5 separate regions of the Mus musculus genome follow, and regions 1, 3, 4 and 5 are each linked to region 2. A link is a contact called in public promoter capture Hi-C data. All regions are on one chromosome and are shown on one strand. Each heading gives the region's core, a stretch centred on a gene start, on an enhancer-like site or on the middle of the called end of the contact. The rest is flanking DNA. Distances are from core to core; before and after follow the strand shown. Region 1 holds the start of Osbpl7 (oxysterol binding protein-like 7). Region 2 holds the start of Abi3 (ABI gene family, member 3). Region 3 holds the start of Tbkbp1 (TBK1 binding protein 1). Region 4 holds the start of Acsf2 (acyl-CoA synthetase family member 2). Region 5 holds the start of Mrpl45 (mitochondrial ribosomal protein L45).

Region 1 (2,700 bases), core at 43-2,542, 1.2 Mb before region 2:
CACCCCCAGTTCCCTGACCACCCCTGGGCCTGGGCAGCTACGCCCAACCCAACCCCCACTGTGGCCACTGCACCCAATGTGTGCCTCTGTCCCGGACATGCACCCAGGAATCCAGGAAACACTCTGTGTTTGTGAGGCTGGGGAATGAAGGAAGAAGAGAGTCCAAGAAAATAGGGGGGAGGGGGGGCTCAGAGACTTGGTGAGCAAGATCTCCTTAGCTCAGCTGCCTCCCCATCCAGTATCTCTGCCTACATCTGTGGCTTTGCCACCCCTCTGGCACAACTGTTCTCAAACTTCTACTAACTGGCCCCCTATAGCTGTCAGTTCTCACTCCCATTTTCTGCATGGGGAAACTGAGGCCTGAGACAGTCCCATCTTCCCATGCCTCCTCTCACCAGACACCCAGACACGCCGAGAATACCCACCTTGGACTCTCTTCCCTGCAAAGCCTTACCAGCCCCTTGCTACCATGTTAGTCCTCTGTGTTCCTGAGAAACCTCCCACCCAGAAGGAGCAGGGCACTGACCGGCTATGACACTGTGGGTGGGAGAAGAGGTGGCCAAGAACATGTCGTGGTCCACCCAGGTCCCGAGGCAGTGCCCACAGGCGTCCTTGGCACCGGCTCTGGCCATCCTGGCTCCGCCAGGAGATCAATAATGCATGAGCGCTGTGTGTGTGTGTGTGTGTGTGTGTGTGTATGAAGGGGAAGGGACTGGAGGAGTGATGTTGCCCTGTGTCTGGGGAAGCAGCTCAGAGCTTCATGCAGCTAGCAAGCACCTGAGGAGTTGAGGCCCAGAAGGGGCAGGGAAGGGACAGTGTGAGTGTGGCCAGGAGGTCACAGCATAAGGGACCAGGCTACAAGAGGCTGGCCCAAGGGGAAACTCCTGCATTCAGCCATTTAAAGTTTCAAAACTCTTCCGGTGCTGGGGTATTTCTATGCCCTTGTCCTGGCCGCTAGAACCCTGGCCATTTGCTGCTGGCCCCCCCGCAGAGGTGGGAAGTATCTACCGGTAGGAAGGAGAGGTGGAGTGAGACAGGTGAGTGCCCCCCTTAACCACCCCCATTCTCAGCGCCTTTACCAGAGGAGTAGACCCACCAGCTCCAGAGGAGAGGAAGCCTTCCCAGGAATGTCAGGCCGTGACAGCAAGGCCCCCTTACCCCAGGATCCATGGACGCCAGAGCCTCTTGATCCGTACGCTGCTGTGCCTGAGACTGTCTCCGAGTCACCGGCTAGCTCTTCACAGAACTGAGCAGTTGCAGCAGCTACTGCAGGAACCAGGAAGGAAGGAGACGTCGGAGCCTCCCCTCCAGCCGGATCTCCCCACCTGCCCCTCCTCCGTTGCCTCCTCCCGCCAAGCTCCGGGCTGCCGCTCAGCTCTGCCCCCCTGCTCTCGGGAGGACTAAGGACGGAGTGGTACCAAATGACTTGGAAATGAGGGGCACAATCCCCACTGGGCATAGTTCCACATGCTTCAGAGGACTGAACAACTGCTGGCTTCAAGCCATCGAAGGTAAAGGATTTTATTCAGACTAACATGGCCTTGACCCCAGTGAACACTCAAGGCCATTTCCTTATTCACCCTGCCTCTCAATTACACCTGAAATAGATGGCATATTTTGGACCAGCAAAGATATCAGGTTGACTGGGAAGGGACAGAGACACCGTCCCACCCCACCCCCACATACTCTGGGACATGACAATCTGTGCCAGGAGCACAGTCAGCAGGCAAGAGGGACAGCTGAAGCCCCACCGAGGCTCCTCATTGAGAGCAATGCCCTACCAGGTCAGTCCGTGGCAATCAGGAAGTATGGGTGCAGCAAGTCTCTAGGAGCAGAGATGCAGAGAGGTGGGAGCAGCTATGCAGTCATGGGCTGGCAGTTATAAAACAAAGACTAGCTGGGGCCCCTCCCCTGACCCTCAAACACCTTTACCCCACTGTGTTCAGTTGCTGAAATAATCAAGAATTACATTATGAGAAAGACCTACAATTCCCAAATGGATGAGCACGGACTAACAGGTTTGGTGCCTGAGAAATGGTAGCACCAGCAGGCTCTGGTATGATGGAAGGCTCTTGTGTGGCTGCAGAGATGATGTGGGCCAATCGTCTGCTCCACCTTTCTAGACATCAAAGTCTTACACACCACAGCAGTACCTGCTGTCTGGGCTCCCTTCAAAACCTCAGCATGGATTTAGCCTCCCAAGAGGGAGGGGTGCAGTGGGCAGCACCAGGCAGGCCTCTGGAGGCAAAGTGGCACCAGGAGGAGCTACTCTGACATCCAGAGCCTCAAGGGCCTTTTAAATGATTGAGTATCCCTGGGCATCTGCAGAGGTGGGGACTGTGGGAAGCTGGTCCTGGCCCAGGCCAGAGGATAGCTGCTGCAGATCTTCCAACTGTCCAGGACTAAAGACGCTGCGGCACTGCTCCAAGTCTGGGAAGGAATGCTAAGGAGTCACTCCACATTCACCCTGATCCACTCAGGATCAAGAACAGTGGCAGGCCACAGGCGGGAGGTGCCACTTCCCAAGACTCAGGGAGGGCCTCCTGCCATAGCCCCCAGGGCTCCTATTACATGAGAACTCTAGTTCCCCCAGCCTTCGTAAGGAAAAGCACGTGAGATGTAGTATTTGGAAGGACAGGCAACTAGGGAAGATGGCTTTTAAGGAAGAAAAGTGAGAATTTGGAGAGGACTTGAAATAAC
Region 2 (2,700 bases), core at 9-2,508:
CACAGCAGACACTAACGTTCTAAAACAGGCCATCTCCATTGTGGGCCCCCGGAGCAAACTCCATCAGCCTCTCTCCTTTAGTGACCACACCCCTTCTCCCCGCCCCACAGCTTCCCTCTAGCCTACTGCCCCACTAGCCTGTCTCTCTCCATCACAAAGCCTGCTCCAAGCCTGCTCCTCCCCATGCCAACAGCTCCTAGCTTTCTCCCTCCTGAAGCCCCCTGTGCTTTCCATTAGTGGGTTCCATAATTTCACTGCACAAGGGTCTTCAGGCTCACTCTGCATTCACTCCATAAAGACACACCCTCAGTTCCAATGCTCAACAGTTAGTATCCAGTGGCCGTGTCCACCCTAATGCCATGTCTTTTGCTTCTTGGCCTCCGTGTCCTCCCTGGAGTGTGGAACTCCCTTCTCTTCAGTCCCCGACACTCCCCTTACAGCCTGCTCCTTCCCTTCGCCTCTCCCAGGACCACCTGACACCACTATGACATTTAGCAGAGCTCTGGCTGACATTTGTCCAATAGCAAGGGACATTCTTGAGGAAATGTTAAGGAACCAGTGTGGTTAGAGAGGTTCCTCTTCTGCCAGGAGGATGACAGACTGGGAGGGGGAGGGGCTCTGTAAAGCCATCCCAGATGCAGAATCAAATCCCCCCCACTCACATCTGGGACCTCCTTGAACTCAAGCTTAAGACAGAACCATTGGACTTTCCAACTCCTGGTTAACGCACTCAGCGCTCTGTTCACCAGCGCTGCCTCCAGCCCACACATCCATCTGGACCAGTGTTGTCTCACATCCAAGGCCTTCCTGTTGCTGATCCGAGTCCCTGTACTAGTTATTTGGTCAATTTCACCTTCTCCTACCATCATTAGGCACAAATACTGGTCACAGGACTTCCTACCTGACCCTTCACAGGCTTGCCCACAGTTATTCAGCAACTCTAGCTGTGTCTTCCTGGTGTCTAACCCTGATTCTTCTTGCTGCTGCGGGAGCTGTTTACCACTGGAGCTGTACTGCCAGCCCAGCCCCACCCCCCCCCCCCCAGTATGACTTATCTCCATATCCTATCCACCCTCCACTCCCCAATCCCGTGGTGACTCATCCCAAGCTTCCCAAGGAAGCCCCCACCCTCTGCCCTTTCCTCCCCTCTTCCATGAGTGGAAAATCCACCCCCATAGCAGGCCAGCCCCTTCCTCCTGTCTCTACTACCCCATCCCCCCATCAACTAGCTTCCTCTCCAGGACCAGGGAGCAATCACAGATGCCCCGACCTTGGCTTCCTTTGCTTGGTGAGATTGAGAGACCGAGCCCCCAACAGGCCCCTGGTTTCCCCCTTCTCCTGAGCAGGGTACAGAGAGGCCCAGGCCCAGGGCCCAGGGTCTGACTTCCTCTTGTCCCGGAATGAGCATGCCTACCCCTTTACAGGCAGGTTTGAGTCTCTCACGCAGAGGAAACCAAAAGCAGAGGGAGGGAAGGCAGAGCGGCCAATCAGGGGCAGGGTGAGGCTCAAAACCCAGCAGGCTCCCCAGGGAACCCCACCGAGGCCAAGCCATGGCGGAGCTGCAGCAGTTACAGCAGCTGCAGGAGTTTGATATCCCCACGGGCCGGGAGGCTCTGCGGGGCAACCACAGCGCCCTGCTACGGGTGGCCAACTACTGCGAGGATAACTACTTGCAGGTAAGTGGAGATGGCTCAGGTCAGGATACACCTCACAGGGACCTGCAGCATAGTCCCTCTGGTAGGGTCATCTGACAGGTATCTGTTCCTGCCTTGGCTGAGCAATCTTCAGGCTTCAACGCAATCCCCAAGCTTCCTAAAAGCCATAGCCCTTGTTCTCGGGCCATAGCCTCAGAGGTAGAGGGTATGTGTATAACGCTGTATCTATAATCGATTCTCACACCTTACCTCTCACAGGTGCCGGGACTGTCTTTAAGCTGGCTCTAGGGGAACCAGAACACTTCCCACTCACGGGAAAGGGGTTTGTCCCTTGATGTTTGAGGGGGAACAGAGGAGAGTCGGAGCAGACCCTGAGGAAAGAACGCGGTGTGGTGCAGAGGCAGGGGACTCCCAGTCTGGCTGCTGGGAAATGAGAGGCACTGTAGAGCAGCCGCAGACCTTTCCACAATGTGTGGATTTTGAGACAGCGTCTCACTGTGTGGCCTCCGCTGCCTTAGAGTTCACTGTAGTCCAGGCTGACCTTGAGTTCACTGTTGCCCAGGCTGCCCTTGAGTTCATTGTAGCCCAGGCTGGCCTCAGATTTACAATCCTCCTGTCTCAGCCTTCCCTCAGTGCTGGGACTACAGGCTCCCACCACCTCACCTGGCCATTGTTTGTGTCAAGTCGTTTTGTTTCAGTTTCTAAGGCATTGGGAGGGGAGCCCAGGGCTGTCTGGGAAAACCTCTTCTGCTGAGCTAAGCTCCACTCCACCCTGGAGTAGTCTTGCTCATATAACATTGACTCCTGGGGAAGGAAGATGGGCAGAGAGGACTTTATGATTGCCCACCCTCACAGCCACCATGTGAAACAAAGACTATAATTCCTGTAGATGAATGCGAAAACAGCAGTGTGTGTGTGTGTGTGTGTGTGTGTGTGTGTGTCACCCAGCTCTGGATAGCAGAGCCAAGCATGGCTTCCCTGCCTTCTCATCTGAGCCCCTTCCTCTCCATCCTTCTATCTGTCTGATATAGTGTATGGCGCTGGA
Region 3 (2,756 bases), core at 111-2,610, 1.3 Mb before region 2:
GTCAGGGGAGGGAGCCGGCGGAGGGGTGCGCTGCGACTGCGAGCAGGAGCCCGCGGCAGCCGTGAGTGCGGGCCGGGGCCCGGGCTGGGGGAGGGGGAGGGGCGCGGCGGGCCGGGGCGGCTTGGGGCGCGGGAGGCCGGGGCCCGGGCGCGGGTGGGCGGGCGCTGCGCCCGGGAGCAGAGTGGGGAAGGGTCCTGCGCCGCTGCCCGCAGCCTCCGGCCTGCGGGGCGGCTGCCGCTCAGTAGCCCGCCCGGAGCCCGGCCGCGGTGGGGGAGGGGGCTGCGCGGTCTCGGCCCCACAGAGGGGAGGGGCGACAGTTTCTGTCCGCCGAGCCCGAGGGGGTTTAAAGAGCCGCTCTTAAAGGGGCCGCCGGAGGGGCCAGGCGGGGACGGGCGCCCCCTCCCCAGTAGCCTGCGCGGGCGCTCGGCGCGCGGCCCCAGGATGCGGAGGAAGGCAGCTCGGGTCGCACGGCCGGGGTGTGTGGGGACACGGAGTCCTCGAGAGTGGGGGTGATGGCCGGAGATCGTGGGCAGGGATGGGGGTGGGGTGTGTAGTGAGCTCTGGTCGGCAGAGTAGGGGGAGGGGTGGCGTGGGCAAGAGAGGGTTAAAGGTGGGGCCAGCCCTTCAAACACGCGCACACGCTCCTTACTCAGACCTGTCACACGCGTCTGTCGCTCCGGCACTTAGCCGAGGCTGGGGGATGGGGGACCCGAGGCCTGCACTGTCGGAACTCGCGCCTTCGGACCGAGCCCCCTCGCCGGAGCGCACACACGCTCCAGCGCGCGCACACACCTCGGACATTCCCATAGTGCCTCACGTGACACTCGGCCCGAACGTGCCCACCCTACCCACACGCTCACGCACGCGTGCTCACACGCGCGCGCGCGCACACACACGTACACACACACACATACACAACCTCTGGTCACTCCCGAACTCCGCGCTGACCCCGGTCCTCCGCCCCGCAAAAGCACTCATTGACGGCGGCACACCTACACTCATTCACAGACACACACTCCCCCCCACATGGCAGCCACAGCCACACATTCATAAACAAGGGCCCGGAGATGTACACACGCACCCCCTCGCTGCCTACTCGTTTTGGGAGCCCTGAGTCATTCCTGCCCCCCTCCCAGGGCTCCCCATTTCCCTGAGTGCAGGCACAATAGGACAAGCTGGAGTCTCCCTTAATGGTCTCGGTTCTCCTAGGCCCCCTTGCCCAGTTTGCTGCCTCTGACACTCAGCCAAGGACTTCCTGTAGGTCTGCGCCTGGACGGTTGCCACAGCCCCGGCGCACTTGGGGAGGCACTTCCTTTTCCTGAACTCTGGGATCCTGCGGGAGGAAGTTGGGCGGGGGCCACAGAGGCCAGGCTGCCTAGCGGGACTAGCCTTCCTTAGGAGCAGGCGACAGAGGCCTGGGATGGGAATCTTGGCGGCTGTCGAGGTACTTGGGGAAAAGGGAGGTCTGGGGAGGAGACCAAGCCGAGTAGTCTAGGCAGGTTCTGGGCTGTGCCAATGCTGGGACAGCAGCCCTCCCTCCCATCTGTCCACAGGTCTCTCCTCCCTGCCCCTGATCCTTGGTCCTGTTTATCAGTTGTCCCCCACTCCACTCATGACGTCTATCTGGTTCCATTTCCTTCTATAAGCAGTCACAGCAGGGGATAGGGCAGAAACTTGAGAGAGAAGAGAGAGAGAGAGTTAGTTGTGAGATCTGTCTCTTGGCTGAAGCTCCCCAGCTACCACAGGTTCCTCAGACCAGCATGGAAGAGTTGGGAACAAAGAGCAGGTGGTCCTCTTTACTCTGTTCCTGCACTCTCAGGAGGCCCAGGGTGGGCTGAAGCCCTTACCATGGAGTCCATGTTTGAAGATGACATCAGCATCCTGACCCAAGAGGCCTTGGGGCCCAGTGAGGTGTGGCTGGATGGTCCTGGAGACCCGTCCCTGGGAGGGGACATGTGTTCTGCCTCCCACTTTGCCCTCATCACAGCCTACGGAGACATCAAGGAAAGGCTAGGAGGCCTGGAGAGGGAGAATGCCACCCTCCGCCGTCGCCTCAAAGTCTATGAGATCAAGGTCAGAACCTAGATGTGATGGCGAGCTGAGCTTGTAGTTGCCTGCAAGGGCAGGAGGGTCCCAAGAGGTGGCCAGCACTGGAGGCTGCCTGGTCCCTGAAGAAGTGGCTGCCTTGGGGATGAGGAGCTCTGCTCCTGCAGCCAATCTCAGGGGTGGAGGAGGAGCCCAGCTTTGGAGTGGTGGGTCCCATTGGAGGGGGCGGGGAGAGGCGCCTGTGAAGCTGGCAGTGGGGTTGGGGGACAGAGCGGTCCTGGGATGGGAAGCCAGGCTTCTCAGAGGACGACCCTCCCACAGTATCCGCTGATCACTGATTTTGGAGAGGAGCATGGCTTCCCTCTGTATGAACTCAAGGATGGCTCCCTGCTGGAGGTGGAGAAGGTCAGTCTGCAGCAACGACTCAACCAATTCCAACACGAGGTAAGCCCTTGCTTCGCTTCCCAGCCAACCCCACTCCCTTAGCCTCCTGCTTCCCTCACTTTGCCCTCAACCCCGCCCTGCCCCCGCCTTCCCTAAATCAGCTTCAGCGCTTCCTGTTTCTATTGGGAATAGGGTTGGGGAGGTTGGGAGCCCCCTCTGCTCCCTGTCAAGGCTGGTCCTGACCCTGGCACACCTCTCCGGGCCTACCCAGTTGCAGAAGAGTAAGGAGCAGGAGGAGCAGCTCGGGGAGATGATCCAGGCTTACG
Region 4 (2,700 bases), core at 139-2,638, 1.2 Mb after region 2:
CAACGATTTGTCCAGGGTCATCCACCAAGCCTTCAAGGCAGGGCTTGGCTCCTGAACTTGGGATACCAGTCAGCACCCTTCACTCCCTGGGCCTGGCTGTCTGAAACCACTGTATACATTTGATTTGGAGGGCATCATGCCGTTTCAAGCCCAGCTTTTCAAAGTCTCTCCTCTTGACTTGTTCTCCAACGGAACACAGATTCTTTCCAAAAAGCTGTCAGAGGGAGAGGGAGAGGGAGAGAAAGAGAGAGATATCTGGTCACTCTGGAGATCAGAGAAGGAGTAGCTGTATTAGTCATGACCCCAGCTGAACCAGATCAAGGCAAAGGTTCACCAGGCTAACCTCCACCCTCCGCCAACTGTTCCTCTGCCTGGCTTTCTTCATTCCAAGTCAGGAGAAGGGAAGCCACCCGGCCGGGGGCCTTTCTTCTCTTCTTTCCCAGATCGTTCAGGACAACGAGGAGCTAGAAAGTGGAGGACTAGTGTACTCATCTTTGGACACCCAGCGCACAGCCTGAGCACTCACCTCTTGTAGATCTTGTCACCCATCCTCCTTGGATGACGTTAGAATACATTCCTAAGGGCACAGCTAGAGGGTTGAGTCACAAAGTCAGGGTCCTTTGGAGCCTAGGGGAGCAGCTGAGGAAATTGTGTTTAAGGCTTCAGGCTAGAGCAGAAAGAGGGAAGGTAGGATACAACAGACGCGTCCCTGATGCCACCTAATCTTGTCTACCTGGTACTCTTCTCAGAGTCGTGGGGAGGATGCAAGGTCGAAGTAAAGCTGACTCTTAGCCTCTGGCCAGACTAGCACCTTGGTCCCCGGAGGTCTCCGAATACAGAGGGGTTTACCCATCAGAGCGGTAGGTCCCAACTACCTTTCCTCTCCCCAGAGGCCCTCTGCTCCAGTTGGCAGGCCTCAGGGGCACTCGGGGCAGATTCCTTTGGCCTGTAGCTCAGCACCCAGGAAGTCCCCACGTGACCCAAGCCCTACTGGGCACGTGGGACCAACCAGTCCAGGCATTGTCATCTGGCTCTATATAGACTGTTGATTGTTTTCCCGTTTATGAAACTCTTAGGCCCTCCAAAGTTAGAGTGATGATTGCAGGAAGGCCCTGTATTGTGCTGCAGAGCCGGTCTTGGGAGCCCCGGGAGGGGGAGGGGGGACAAGGGCGGGACTTCGAGGGCGGGCTTGAAGGGCTGCAGTTCCCACGCAAAGGTGGCCAGGACCGAGTCGCCACTTCCCGGCCTCTCCTCGCCCCGCCCCGCCCCGCCCCGCGGGGACCCAGTCCTCCTCACCCCATAGGCAGAGCGACCCTCCCGCCTCCCCGTCCGCTTCTTAATTACCCTCGCCTCGTTCACTTTCAAAGTTTACTCCCGGCCCGGACCCGCGGCGGAAGCGAGCCATGGCTGTCTATCACGGGATGCTGCGCTTCGGGAGGCTGTGTATCGCGAGCCTGGGGGCGCGGGGCCCCCGGACGCTGCTCTCTCGCCCTCGGCCGAACTCGAAGTTGCAGAGTGTCCGCGCTCTCAGGTACCCCGAGCAGCATTCCGAAAAGAGAGGGGGCTGGGCAGTCCCGAGAAGGGAACTTGGGAGTTCTGCAGTGCTTGGCAGGGGCTGACCCCACTCTGGGTAGCCCTCACACACACTACCCTACCACCTAGGCAAAGGGAAAAGCCAGGCCTGCCCGGGATCTGGGGCTGCTGCTCATAGCCACAGGAGTCCCAGGCTGAGTTCAAATTCTAGTTCAGAATTCTGTATGCGTCCCATGTGGTACACAGAGCCAGGAGTGGAGGCTTTTTAACAGTACACCCGAGGAATAGAGCTGAATACTGCTAGGGCATTCTCTCAGCTGTATTAACTCCCGTGAAAAATGTGGGGACCGTTTGGGGGTCCACAGGGCACTGAGTATAACAGATCTTTCCTTCCTTTGTTTTCTTTTCCTTCCTTCTTTTCCTCCACCACCTCCTCTACTTTTTGGAGCAGGGTTCTCTCTGTAGCTGTGGTTGTCCTGAAACTCGCTCTGTACACCAGGCTAGCCTTGAAATCACAGAGATCTGCCTGACTCTGCCTTCTGAGTGCAGAGACTAAAGACCTGTACCACCACTGCCCGGCTTCCTTCCTCCTTTCAGTCATTACCACTTCTGGGCCCATTTTTTCATCTGTCTTCAGTGCAAGATCTGGGAAAGGGGTTGGCAGGAGAGAGTTGGCTGAATAAATCTAATATGACCAGACACGGAGGGGACTGCAGGAGCTTGCTGGGGAAAGGCCAAGCTGGGAGAGTTGGCTGTGCAACAAGGTGAATGGTGGTATCCTCTGCGTCCAGTAGGTATGCACATCGCCTATCCTGCTCTACCGCACGGAAGGGCAAACTACTAAGCCTGTTGTCCGTATTATTGTGCAGGCTGTGGTCTTGGAAAGGAATAGTGGAGGCACGGCAGAAAGAGGAATATGTCTCAGAAAACACTACTAAGTTTAAAAGACACTACTAAGGCCGATGAGAGTAGTGGTGTGTACCTTTAAGGCAGAGCCAGGGTTTCTGAGTTCAAGGCCAGCTTGGCCTATGAAGTAAATTCCAGGACAGTTGGGGCTAAACAGATAAACCCTGTGCACCCAATCAAAAGACAGCCCCCCTGAGAAGAAGTTGGACGGACAAGTTGGAAGATGTCTTTTTGGCTGGAACTCTCAGGTTCTGAGAGCTA
Region 5 (2,869 bases), core at 147-2,646, 1.5 Mb before region 2:
TAATGGTAGTGAGGTTTCTGGGAATTGAACTTAGTACTTCTGGAAGAGCAGTCAGTACTCTTACCCGCTAAGTCATATCTCCAGCCCCACTTAGTGGTTAATTTATTGCTATCAATCAGAGTCTAAAGCATACACCAGACCTCTGACAATAGAGAACTGAACCAGGATCCCAGAAATAGTTCCTTACCTGTACAGGCCAAATGTATAGGGCGCTCCAACCGTTCCTGTGGAATGACCAATCCCGCTTTCCTGGCATACTCCAAAAACTCCTTCTCTGTTTTGTACTTGGGTTCAGGAGTTGGGGGTCTAAAACGGCTTTTGGTTTTAACTTGAACTACAGTTGTGGACTGAGTCACCAGAATGGGCTGGGAGATGAAAAAAAAAAGTTAGCGTATAGGTGATTTGGAAAGGATAAATCTATCTTGAGCAAACTGTTTGCAAAGTCTTATAGAAAGACATCCCATTAAAGAATGCTTCAGGAGTTATGAAATGACTATTATGGAGAAACGATATTACTTTTTGAACACCTAGGGATGGCTTTTGCCACAAGCCAATTAATAACCTGTATTCACATCAATCAACAGTAAAAACTTTCCTTTAATACATTCTGCAGTACTACTGTATACAGAGATGATTAAAGCAGAGGTCCTAGTGCCAAAGAACTTTCAGTTTAATTGTAAACCTCACTTAACCCATTTCTGAAAAGAGTGGAATGCTATTACTAAAGCATTAAACAAGATCTCCCTGGCATTTCCCCCACACTTCTGTTTTGCTTTTTCAGAAGCAAATTGCTTCTAGCTCCTAACTGACCAATAAACTTTTACGAAGTCAGGTGACCTTTTCCCTCTAGGATAAGACAAAACTCCTATCCTTTTCAAAAAAAAATTTTTTAAGAATGTAAAAGAGCTGGTTCATCTTCCAAGCCATTACTTTCCTTTTTAACATCTTCTCTCCAAAGACTAGAATTAACGTAAAGAAGCTTAATGCTCAGCCTCGTCTAGGCTGTCTAGAGAGACTTGTCTAGAGGGGATCGCATACACCTCAAATTCTTCTCCAGATGAAGTCTGACTCGTATGGTCCAAACTCAGCAACGCCCACAGCATGATTATTCCCCTCTACTCTATCCTCCTCTTTGTGTCCCTAAAAATTTCATTCGCTTCATTTCTACCCACCTGCCGAGACCACCATCCCAAAGTCCTGTATAAGGAGGACAAGCCCCGAGGTACGGGGGCCGCCATTTTGCTCGCGCAAAGGCCGCCGGGATGCTAGCCTAGCCGCAGATCACCGAGCCGGAGAAAAGGCGCAGAGGGCGGAGCGAGCTGGGGAGTGGAATTTTCCAGGGCGCGCGCCCCAGGCCGAAAGGTGAGTCGCGCGCACGCGCACGCTCTCCAGGGGAGGGGCGCGCGGGCACGCGCAGTGGGTTCGCGCGTGCGCAATGAAACCACTTTGGAAGTAGGGTAAACCGCACGGCTGTCACGCGCCAGTCGGAGACGGGGAGAGCCAGCTGCGCCTGCGCAGGAGGCTTCTGTGGGACTCTGGTTGCTGCATTCCTGGTTCCTTAACACATTGTTACACCTTATTTACAATCGGTGAAAAAAACGAAAAAGTGCTTCCCTCTGAAATCAGAAGCCTTTAAGATAAGTGTTTTCTTTCATTACAAGGAATTCACTGGAGGTATTTAGGGCGAAAATGATAGTTTCTGGGTGTGTTTCTGACCTCAAAATGCAGTATAACCTTAAACCTTTAACCAACCTAGTTTTCTATGTGAAAATTCTTTCATACCTTTCCGTTAGGGAAGCTGACCGCTGTGATTACTGAAAAGCAAAAGGCACGTGGGTTAACAAGAATCTGTCATTTCCCAAAACATATCATTTCCAAAAATACCACTTACCAAATTTGGTAATAACTGGTATTTCAAAATTGTTTACTAGGCGCCTGGCAATTTAAGCATTTTACATATATCAACTTAATCCTCACCACAAGCAATAAATATTCCTGCTTTTACATATATGGTTGGGCCAGAGATACTAAATATGTAATTCAAATTTAAACAAATAATTGGCAGAACTGAGAGTCAGGTACATAGAGTTTAACAACTCCAAAATCGCTTCACATTCAGTGGTTAAAGGAATCCCAGTGTGATAACCAGGTCATCCTGGAGCCACACAGACTATGTAACACATCCTAACCCATGTCTGCCTGGCCTCTGCTCAGTTTCTCGGCTACTGCAAGCTAATTCCCTATCAGTACCTAATATGATTTGGTTCACTCTGAGATGGATTCTTAGGTGGTCACTGTTACTTTTGATTAGCTGTTTTGGAAAATTTGAGGCATGGTGGCGCACCCCTTTAGTCCCAGCACTCGGGAGGCAGAGACAGGCAGATTTCTGAGTTCGAGGCCAGCCTGGTCTACAAAGAGAGTTCCAGGACAGCCAGGGCTACACAGAGAAAACCCTCCCTCAGAAAAATACAAACAAACAAAAACTAAAAAAGAAAATAGAAACTATAGAGATGGCTCAGGTGTTAAGAGTCCTTGCTGGGCTGGTGAGATGGCTCAGTGGGTAAGAGCACCCGACTGCTCTTCTGAAGGTCAGGAGTTCAAATCCCAGCAACCACATGGTGGCTCACAACCATCCGTAACAAGATCTGACTCCCTTTTCTGGAGTGTCTGAGGACAGCTACAGTGTACTTACATTAAATAAATAAATCTTAAAAAAAAAAAAAAAAAAGAGTCCTTGCTGCTCTGGCAGAGGACCCAAGTTCGGGTCCCAGCATCCACATGGTGACGCATATGCCCCTGTAAATCCAATTCTAGGGGATCTGATGCCCTCTTCTGGACTTTGAGGGCATTACACACATGGTACACATAA

What was found. Promoter capture Hi-C pulls out the DNA fragments that hold promoters and counts their contacts.
Region 1: a contact with region 2 is called in a promoter capture Hi-C map of liver, with 3 times the contacts expected there. The contact joins the promoter of Osbpl7 here to the promoter of Abi3 in region 2. A contact is called at or near these places in 4 of 39 promoter capture datasets (the C10 cell line, hippocampal neurons, liver and 1 more), 1 of 484 Hi-C or Micro-C datasets (B cells) and 1 of 9 other capture datasets (liver).
Region 3: a promoter capture Hi-C map of liver shows a contact between it and region 2, with 2.6 times the contacts expected there. The contact joins the promoter of Tbkbp1 here to the promoter of Abi3 in region 2. A contact is called at or near these places in 3 of 39 promoter capture datasets (the SN4741 cell line and liver), 1 of 115 datasets of contacts at active chromatin or transcription factors (pancreatic cancer cells) and 1 of 9 other capture datasets (liver).
Region 4: a promoter capture Hi-C map of liver shows a contact between it and region 2, with 2.4 times the contacts expected there. The contact joins the promoter of Acsf2 here to the promoter of Abi3 in region 2. A contact is called at or near these places in 2 of 39 promoter capture datasets (liver and pre-B cells).
Region 5: a promoter capture Hi-C map of pre-B cells shows a contact between it and region 2, with 2.6 times the contacts expected there. The contact joins the promoter of Mrpl45 here to the promoter of Abi3 in region 2. A contact is called at or near these places in 1 of 39 promoter capture datasets (pre-B cells) and 1 of 115 datasets of contacts at active chromatin or transcription factors (pancreatic cancer cells).

What each region holds. Positions count from the first base shown.
Region 1 is chr11:97,049,412-97,052,111 of GRCm38.p6, reverse strand. It overlaps Osbpl7 (oxysterol binding protein-like 7), which reads right to left and starts at 1,292. Exons shown (of 23, transcript NM_001310509.2): 1 at 1,159-1,292.
Region 2 is chr11:95,840,997-95,843,696 of GRCm38.p6, reverse strand. It overlaps Abi3 (ABI gene family, member 3), which reads left to right and starts at 1,258. Exons shown (of 8, transcript NM_025659.4): 1 at 1,258-1,676. The coding sequence starts at 1,551. It overlaps Gngt2 (guanine nucleotide binding protein (G protein), gamma transducing activity polypeptide 2), which reads right to left and starts at 1,029. Exons shown (of 4, transcript NM_001038664.2): 1 at 902-1,029.
Region 3 is chr11:97,148,679-97,151,434 of GRCm38.p6, reverse strand. Tbkbp1 (TBK1 binding protein 1) reads left to right here and starts at 1,360. Exons shown (of 10, transcript NM_001372531.1): 1 at 1,360-1,444; 2 at 1,820-2,073; 3 at 2,368-2,490; 4 at 2,702-2,756. The coding sequence starts at 1,849.
Region 4 is chr11:94,600,474-94,603,173 of GRCm38.p6, reverse strand. It overlaps Acsf2 (acyl-CoA synthetase family member 2), which reads left to right and starts at 1,388. Exons shown (of 16, transcript NM_153807.2): 1 at 1,388-1,531. The coding sequence starts at 1,404.
Region 5 is chr11:97,314,243-97,317,111 of GRCm38.p6, reverse strand. Mrpl45 (mitochondrial ribosomal protein L45) reads right to left here and starts at 1,396. Exons shown (of 8, transcript NM_025927.4): 1 at 1,173-1,396; 2 at 188-365. The coding sequence starts at 1,238.